Linked DNA regions of Danio rerio: region 2 is linked to region 1. The links are chromatin contacts, called in public HiChIP or PLAC-seq maps. All regions are on one chromosome and are shown on one strand. Each heading gives the region's core, a stretch centred on a gene start, on an enhancer-like site or on the middle of the called end of the contact. The rest is flanking DNA. Distances are from core to core; before and after follow the strand shown.

The links. HiChIP or PLAC-seq counts read pairs in DNA pulled down with a chosen protein or histone mark.
Region 2: an H3K4me3 HiChIP or PLAC-seq map of embryo shows a contact between it and region 1, with 2.3 times the contacts expected there. The contact joins the promoter of aak1b here to the promoter of npffr1l1 in region 1. A contact is called at or near these places in 1 of 18 Hi-C or Micro-C datasets (an unstated tissue) and 1 of 4 datasets of contacts at active chromatin or transcription factors (embryo).

The regions. Positions count from the first base shown.
Region 1 is chr10:46,199,274-46,202,947 of GRCz12tu, forward strand. It overlaps npffr1l1 (neuropeptide FF receptor 1 like 1), which reads right to left and starts at 1,713. Exons shown (of 3, transcript NM_001171696.1): 1 at 1,428-1,713. The coding sequence starts at 1,713.
Region 2 is chr10:46,402,332-46,406,215 of GRCz12tu, forward strand. It overlaps aak1b (AP2 associated kinase 1b), which reads right to left and starts at 1,719. Exons shown (of 21, transcript XR_012386538.1): 1 at 767-1,719. It also overlaps a transcript of anxa4 not described here.

The DNA of each region.
Region 1 (3,674 bases), core at 463-2,962:
CACAGAAACGCCAACTGACCCAGCCGAGGCTCGAACCAGTAACGTTCTTGCTGTGAGGCAACAGCACTACCTACTTTGCCACTGCATCGCCGACCAAATATATATTAATATATAATATATGATGCCTTAAGTTTGTGTGAAGTCAACATTTACAATGTTTAAATTGTTAGCGCACATTGCTATTCTTTAGAGGAACAATTAATCTATGTCAATTATTAATTGACTAAAAAAATGTTTGTTTCTGTAATCTTCAATCAAAGTCTGAGCATTTGCTTCCGTGTTTGGAGTGGGCGGTCCTTCTCTAATGATGTCAGTTCGACACTTTAGCCACAAAAGTTCTTAGCCACACCTCTCTTATCGTTGGTGTGCTATGGGGGAATGATACGCAAAAAGAAAGCCCTGCCCCCTACTTTATATTCCGGTTCATTTGTCAGTCTTTATACCTTCATCTTTGTGTCTTTGCTTCCAGTCAAAGATTGTAATGCCCCTCATAACTGTCTTTTGTAATATTCAATATGGGAAAAAAAACTAGTGCTATATCTGTTTTGATATAATTTAAAAGTGTGTGCTGTGTATATATTATTATTATTGTTATTATATATTATATTATTTGTATTATTTATATTTAGATATAAAATATGTGTCTATATGATACAGATGATATATAAATTAAAATTTCTATGTAACAAAATTGTTTTGTATAACTTTGTTTCTATGTAATACACTAACCGGCCACTTTATTAGGTACACCAGTCCAACTGCTCGTTAATGCAAATTTACTTGGCAGCAACTCAATAGATTTAGGCATGTAGACATGGTCGAGACGATCTGCTGCAGTTCAAACCGATTTCAGAAACTGCTGATATGCTGGGATTTTCATGCACAACCATTTCCAGGGTTTACAGAGAATGGTCAGAAAAAGAAAAAAAAATCCAGACTCCAGAGAGTGGCAGTTCTTTGGGCGCAAATGCCTTGTTGATGCTAGAGGTCAGAGGAGAATGGCCAGACTGGTTCCAGCTGATAGAAAGGCAACAAGAACTCAAATAACCACTCTTTACAACTGAGCTCTGCAGAAGTGCATCTCTGAACACACATTACACCCAACCTTGAGGCGGATGGGCTACAGCAGCAGAAGACCACATCGGGTGCCACTCCTGTCAGCTTTAAGGAGTAAAGTAGTTCTGAAGGCAAAAGTGGGTCCAACCTGGTACTAGTAAGGTGTACCTAATAAAGTGGCCGGCGAGTGTATATACTGTGTAATAAACACTCATATATGATGTGACTTTTATTTTGGATATAATTAATCACAATTAATTTTTGCCTAGTATAAAGCACAGCTATGATCACAATGTTGATAGTGATGAATATAAAAATGAAGATGGCAATGATATTTACAGTACTGATGATGACAATGATGAAGCACTGACCTGAGATGAGGCTGTCAATCAGTGTGGTGGGCACGCAGAAAATGCCCACCAGCAGGTCGCTGACGGCCAGGTTGAGGATGAAGAGATTAGTGACGGAGCGCATGTTTCTGTTCCTGATGACCACCAGACAGACCAGCCCGTTGCCCACCACACACAGCAGCAACACCAGCAGATACGAGAGGATGTAGCTGACCGCCATCCCCGCCGAGTGGATGTAATACGGCAACAGTGTGCAGTTTTGCCAGCTCAGGTTGGCAGCAGAGTGGTTGAGGGTCATTGTGTCCATCTCGGATCTTGAAAATAAAAATGATTTGAACAAGCATTGCTCAATGGATAGATATGAAAATTCAAAATCTCACAATATATTTATGATGACTGACAATCTGATTCACTCCACCACACGACAAAGAGTTACAAATAGTTGATATGTTAATTGATTTATTGATGAACATATTTGATTTGATCAGGGATTGCTTAAACAAATAATATGTAAATTAAATCCCTCACAGTTTATTGACTATACGATTCATTCAAATGCCTACACCGCACCACAAAGACATATTTAATCAATTTTTCTTTAGTCAGATAGTTGATTGAATAATGGGTTTATTGCTGAAAATATTTAATCAATTATTCTTTAGTCAAATAGTTTATAAATGATTTATTGATATTTTTTATAAATTTTTCTTTAGTCATATAGTTGATTTATTGATTACAATTTTTTTTACCAATTATTACTTAGTCATATAGTTAATTTTTTAATTAATTTATTGATTAAATATTTAATCAAACATTCTTTAGACGAATAGTTGATTTAATAATTGATTTTTTGATAAAAGATTTAATCAATTATTCTTTAGTCAAATAGTTGATTTATTGATGAAAATAGTTGATCAATTATTATTTACTCATATAGTTTTGATAAAGAATTTATTGATAAAAATATTTAATCAATTATTCTTTTGTCAAATTGTTGATTTGATTATTGATAAAAATATTTAATCAATTATTTTTAGTCAAATAGGTGATTGGATATAGCATTTATTGATAAAATATTTAATCAATTATTCTTTAGTCAAATAGTTGATTGTATATAGCATTTATCGATAAAATATTTAATCAATTATACTTTAGTCCAGGGGTCACCAAACTTGTTCCTGGAGGGCCGGTGTCCTGCAGATTTTAGCTCCAACCCTAATCAAACACACCTGAACAAGCTAATCAAGGTTTGACAAGGTATACTTGAAACACCCATTCAGGTCTGATGAAGCAAGTTGGAGCTAAACCCTGCAGGGACACCGGCCCTCCAGGACCGAGATTGGTGACCCCTGCTTTAGTCAATAGTTGATTTATTGACAAAATATTTAATCAATTATTCTTTAGTCAAATAGTTGGTTTAATAATTGATTTATTAATAAAATATTTAATCAATCATTCTTTAGTCAAATAGTTGATTTATTAATTAATTTATTGATTAAATATTTAATCAAACATTCTTTAGTCGAATAGTTGATTTAATAATTGATTTAGTGCTAGAATAATTAATCAATTATTCTTTGGTCAAATAGTTGATTTAATAGTTGATAAAATTTCAAGTGGTGGAATGAAAAGCAGAGATTTAATTTAATTTAATATTTAGTAATTATATTCATGAGTTATTCAATACCTTAGGATTTAATATCAACACAACACAAATCGTTGTGCATGCGATCGAGGAATATTCAAAGCATAAACTTAAATCAGATTAGCTCCACTATAATCATTTCAGGAAAATATTTAATCATTTATTCTTTAGTCAAATAGTTTATTTGATAAGTGATTTAATGATGATTTTTTTTTTTATAAATGAATGAAAAGTCCTTAATCAATAGCTGATTTATTGATGAAAATATTTAATCAATCATTCTTTAGTCAATAGTTGATTTGATAATAATTTATTAATGACAATATTTAATCAATTCTTCTTTAGTCAATAGTTGATTTATTGATTAAAATATTCAATCAATTATTCTTTAGTCAAATAATTCTAACAGTAAGAACTGTTTGACCTACTGATGAAAATGCACTGGTTTTAACTGGTGGAATAAAGAGTGGAGATTTATATTAATACCATTAATTATTCATTCATTAGTCTATAGGATTCAATATCAACACAACACAAATCATGAATCAATGTTTTATACAGTCCTGCACGCAATAGAGGAATATTAAAACTATAAGCTTAAACTAATTTTTTCAGTAAAATAT
Region 2 (3,884 bases), core at 469-2,968, 200 kb after region 1:
TAAATGCTTAACTAGGTTAATTAGGTTAACTAGGCAGGTTAGGGTTATTAGGCAAGTTATTGTATAATGATGGTTTGTTCTGTAGACTATCGAAAACAAATATAAAGCTTAAATGGGCTAATAATTTTGACCCTCAAATGATGTTCAAATAATTTAAAACTGCTTTTATTTTAGCCGAAATAAAACAAATAACACTTTTCCTAGAAGAAAATATTACCAGACATACTGTGAAAATTTCCTTGCTCTGTTAAACATCATTTGGAAAAATATAATAATAAAAATATTATAATAATTCAAAGGAGGCTAATAATTCTGACTTCAACTGTATTTTATATGACATATCCTGTAGCTTTGTTTACCAAACATATCTAATTAGATTTGTATTGTAAACCTTAGAAATTAAAAAGCTATTTTTTGTATTTCATGTGTTAAGTTTTCAGTTCCAATAGTCTCATAAACATTCAGCATAAATGATAATGAATCTGCACCGAAAGAGCCAAACACACACACACACACACACACACACACACACACACACACACACACACACACACACAAATAATAATAATAATTCTGCCTGTCCCTGCTGATTTGTATTTTGTCACATTCATAGTCAAATTCCATTGCTTTGCATCAAATAAAATGATATTCGCCCGGTCTATAAGGGAAGTATCACTGATAAAGCTCTAGATATTATTAACTGAAAGGTTGTAGGTTCAAGCCTTGCAAGGTAAACATTAAACAAGGTAAATATACACACACATACCTTCAGCCAGAGTTTCCTCCACAGTGACCTGGTGTCTTCCTACAGTAAAATTCCTTCCGATGAAATTCCCACCAGCACCACTGCCAGACCCAGAACCTCCAGCTCCCCCTCCAGAACCTGGCCCGGAGCCCACCAGCTCTCTCCGGGAGTCAAAGAACTTCTTCATGATGTCTACAAGATCCCAAAGCTGCTAAATGAGAGTCTATAAGAAACTGAAGCAGGCTGGTAGTTCTGGTGCAGGAGGTCTATATCAGCTATGACTGGCAAACATGGACTCTAGGCCCAGTTCTAGAGCTGATCACTGCTTAAATGGACCGTACAGGTAAACGAAAACAAGTAGTATATGTGCAAAATTAAAGCATCACAGTCGACTATATCCAAATATACAGCATCTATCAGAGATGGCCTGATATGATTGATGTGTTTGGTGTCTATATGGCGATATAAATACTTGAATCCAGCTGAAATCGATGTAAACATTCAACATTGGTTGAAAAACGGACCTTCAAACGAGAAGTGCACAGAAATCATTGTTTTGATGGATGAAAGTCAAACTCTCCATCATCAGCCAGCTGTGCAGCTCAAGAAAACCAGCCACTTTTCACAGAAAACACAGATGACATGCGGATGTTAATCAGAATAACGGATAATTTGGCTAATTAGACGCCCATACGCGTGTGAATTAGTCTCTTATCTGATGAACAAACAGCTATTTAGATTGCAAACACAGTGGGCTAGGCGCTAACGCTAGCATTCCTGCAAAACCCGCCCGGACGCGTGACAGCTCTCATCTGCGCGCTGCCGTCGGTGTCCTGCCGGTAAACGGTAAACGGATGCGGTTTGATTTTAATCGGACAGAATCAAAATCAGAATGAAATGACCGTGTTGTTCATGGCGATTCTCGTCTGCGGCTTTGGATGCTGCAGATGCGCCAGCTAACCGGAAACTACACCGGACGCGTGAAGCCAGCGCTTCAAAATCTATAATAAAAGTCCAAAACTCTTAATAATCATTGAAGTTTAGCGGATTCATCATTAAAGGAGACATTAAAATGTTGACCTTTAAATTTTACATTCATAAATGTAAATTTATCAATAAGAAACTTAATTTTAGGACATTGCGGTGACTGAAATATGCTTGTATATTACCGGAGACTCTTTAAACAAGAAAGCCCTACACACGTAAAAAAAATTGTAGGCCTATTTAATTATTACAAATGTATATTGTGTATGCTTGTATTTTGTTTATATTCACCCCCTGGCATGTATTTTTTTATTGTAAAATGTATGGAGCCAGATCAGTCTCAAAAATAATACATTTAAAAAAAAAAGTTATGTGTTTATGAATTGCATTTTATATTTGCAAATTGGATTTGCATATTTTTTTAATAATGTTTTTAATTTATGAATTGGATTTGCATATTTTTGAATCATGTTTTTAATTTACGAATTGGATTTGCATATTTTTGAATCATGTTTTTAATTTACGAATTGGATTTGCACATTTATGAATAATGTTTTTAGTTTACGAATTGGATTTGCGCATTTATGAATCGCGTTTTTAATTTATGAATTGTATTTGTGTATTTTTTAATCATGTTTTGCTTTTACAAATTGGAGCTGTGTATTTTTTATTAGTTTTTTGAATTTACAAATAGGATTTGCGCATTTATGAATCGCGTTTTAAACTTACGAATTGGATTTGCGCATTTATGAATCGTGTTTTGATTTTACAAATTGGATTTCCGTATTTATGAATAATTTTTTTAATTTACAAACTGGATTTGCGTATATATGAATCACATTTTTAAATTACAAATTGGATTTGCGCATTTATGAATCGTGTTTTGAACTTACGAATTGGATTTGTGCATTTTTGAATCGCATTTTTAATTTACGAGTTGGATTTACATATTTATGAATTATTTTTTTAAATTTCCGAATTGGATTTGCATATATATAAATAGTTTTTGATTTTACAAATTGGATTTGTGCATTTATGAATCGCATTTTTAATTTATGAATTGGATTTACATATTTATAAATCGTTTTTTAAATTTACGAATTGGATTTGGGCATTTAGAAATCGTGTTTTGAACTTACGAACTGGATTTGCGCATTTATGAATTGTGTTTTGATTTTACGAATTGGATTTGCGTGTTTGTGAATCATTTTTTTTAATTTACAAACTTGATTTGCGTATTTTTGAATTGTGTTTTGAATTATTTTTGAATTGTACTTTTTAATCGTTTTTTTATTTTCAAATTGGATTTGTGCATTTATGAATCGTGTTTTGATTGTACAAATTGGATTTGTGCATTCATGAATCGCATTTTTTATTTACCAATTGGATTTACATATTTATGAATCGTTTTTTAAATTTACGAATTGTATTTGCGCATTTATGAATCGTATTTTGATTTTACAAATTGGATTTGCATTAATAAATCGCTTTTTTAATTCACGAATTGGGTTTGCGTATTTGTAAATTGTGTTTTGACTTTACGAATTAAATTGTGTATTTTTTAATCATGTTCTGAATTTATGAATTGGAATTGCGTATTTTGAATATTTTTTTTATTTTACGAATTGAATTTGTGTATTTATGAATCATGTTTTGAGATTGGATTTAATAAACGTGAATTGTGTTGTGGATGTATGAATTTTATTTTGTAAATGTAATATTTTTGAGACTGATCTGGCTCCATGCAGCAGCTGGAGGAGACTGTGGAAGGCATGAGTAAAGTATTTCACAGTACTGCTTTGTTGGAGCACCGAGAGAGAGCAATATAAACTTAAATTCACGCATGCCAATTGCTTATCAACATGCATTATTTTAATATTATATTTGTATATTTATGATTTCCGTGGTGGTAACTGAGTTGGCGTTAACACTTGTAAGCATTTCTGTACGAAAAACTTGCAAAAAGAAAGTAACCAAAGTCCCTTTAATGTATCCTCATAGCCTCCAGCTTTCTACTCATGTTTCAAGACATAATTTACATCTAATTCAATGCGATGTATTTCTCTTTCACTTAAAACTGCAACATGCACAGCAAAAGAAGAAAATAAAAGAGTTAAAAGCTTTATAGCTGGCACACCGTCTCGAAACGATTCAT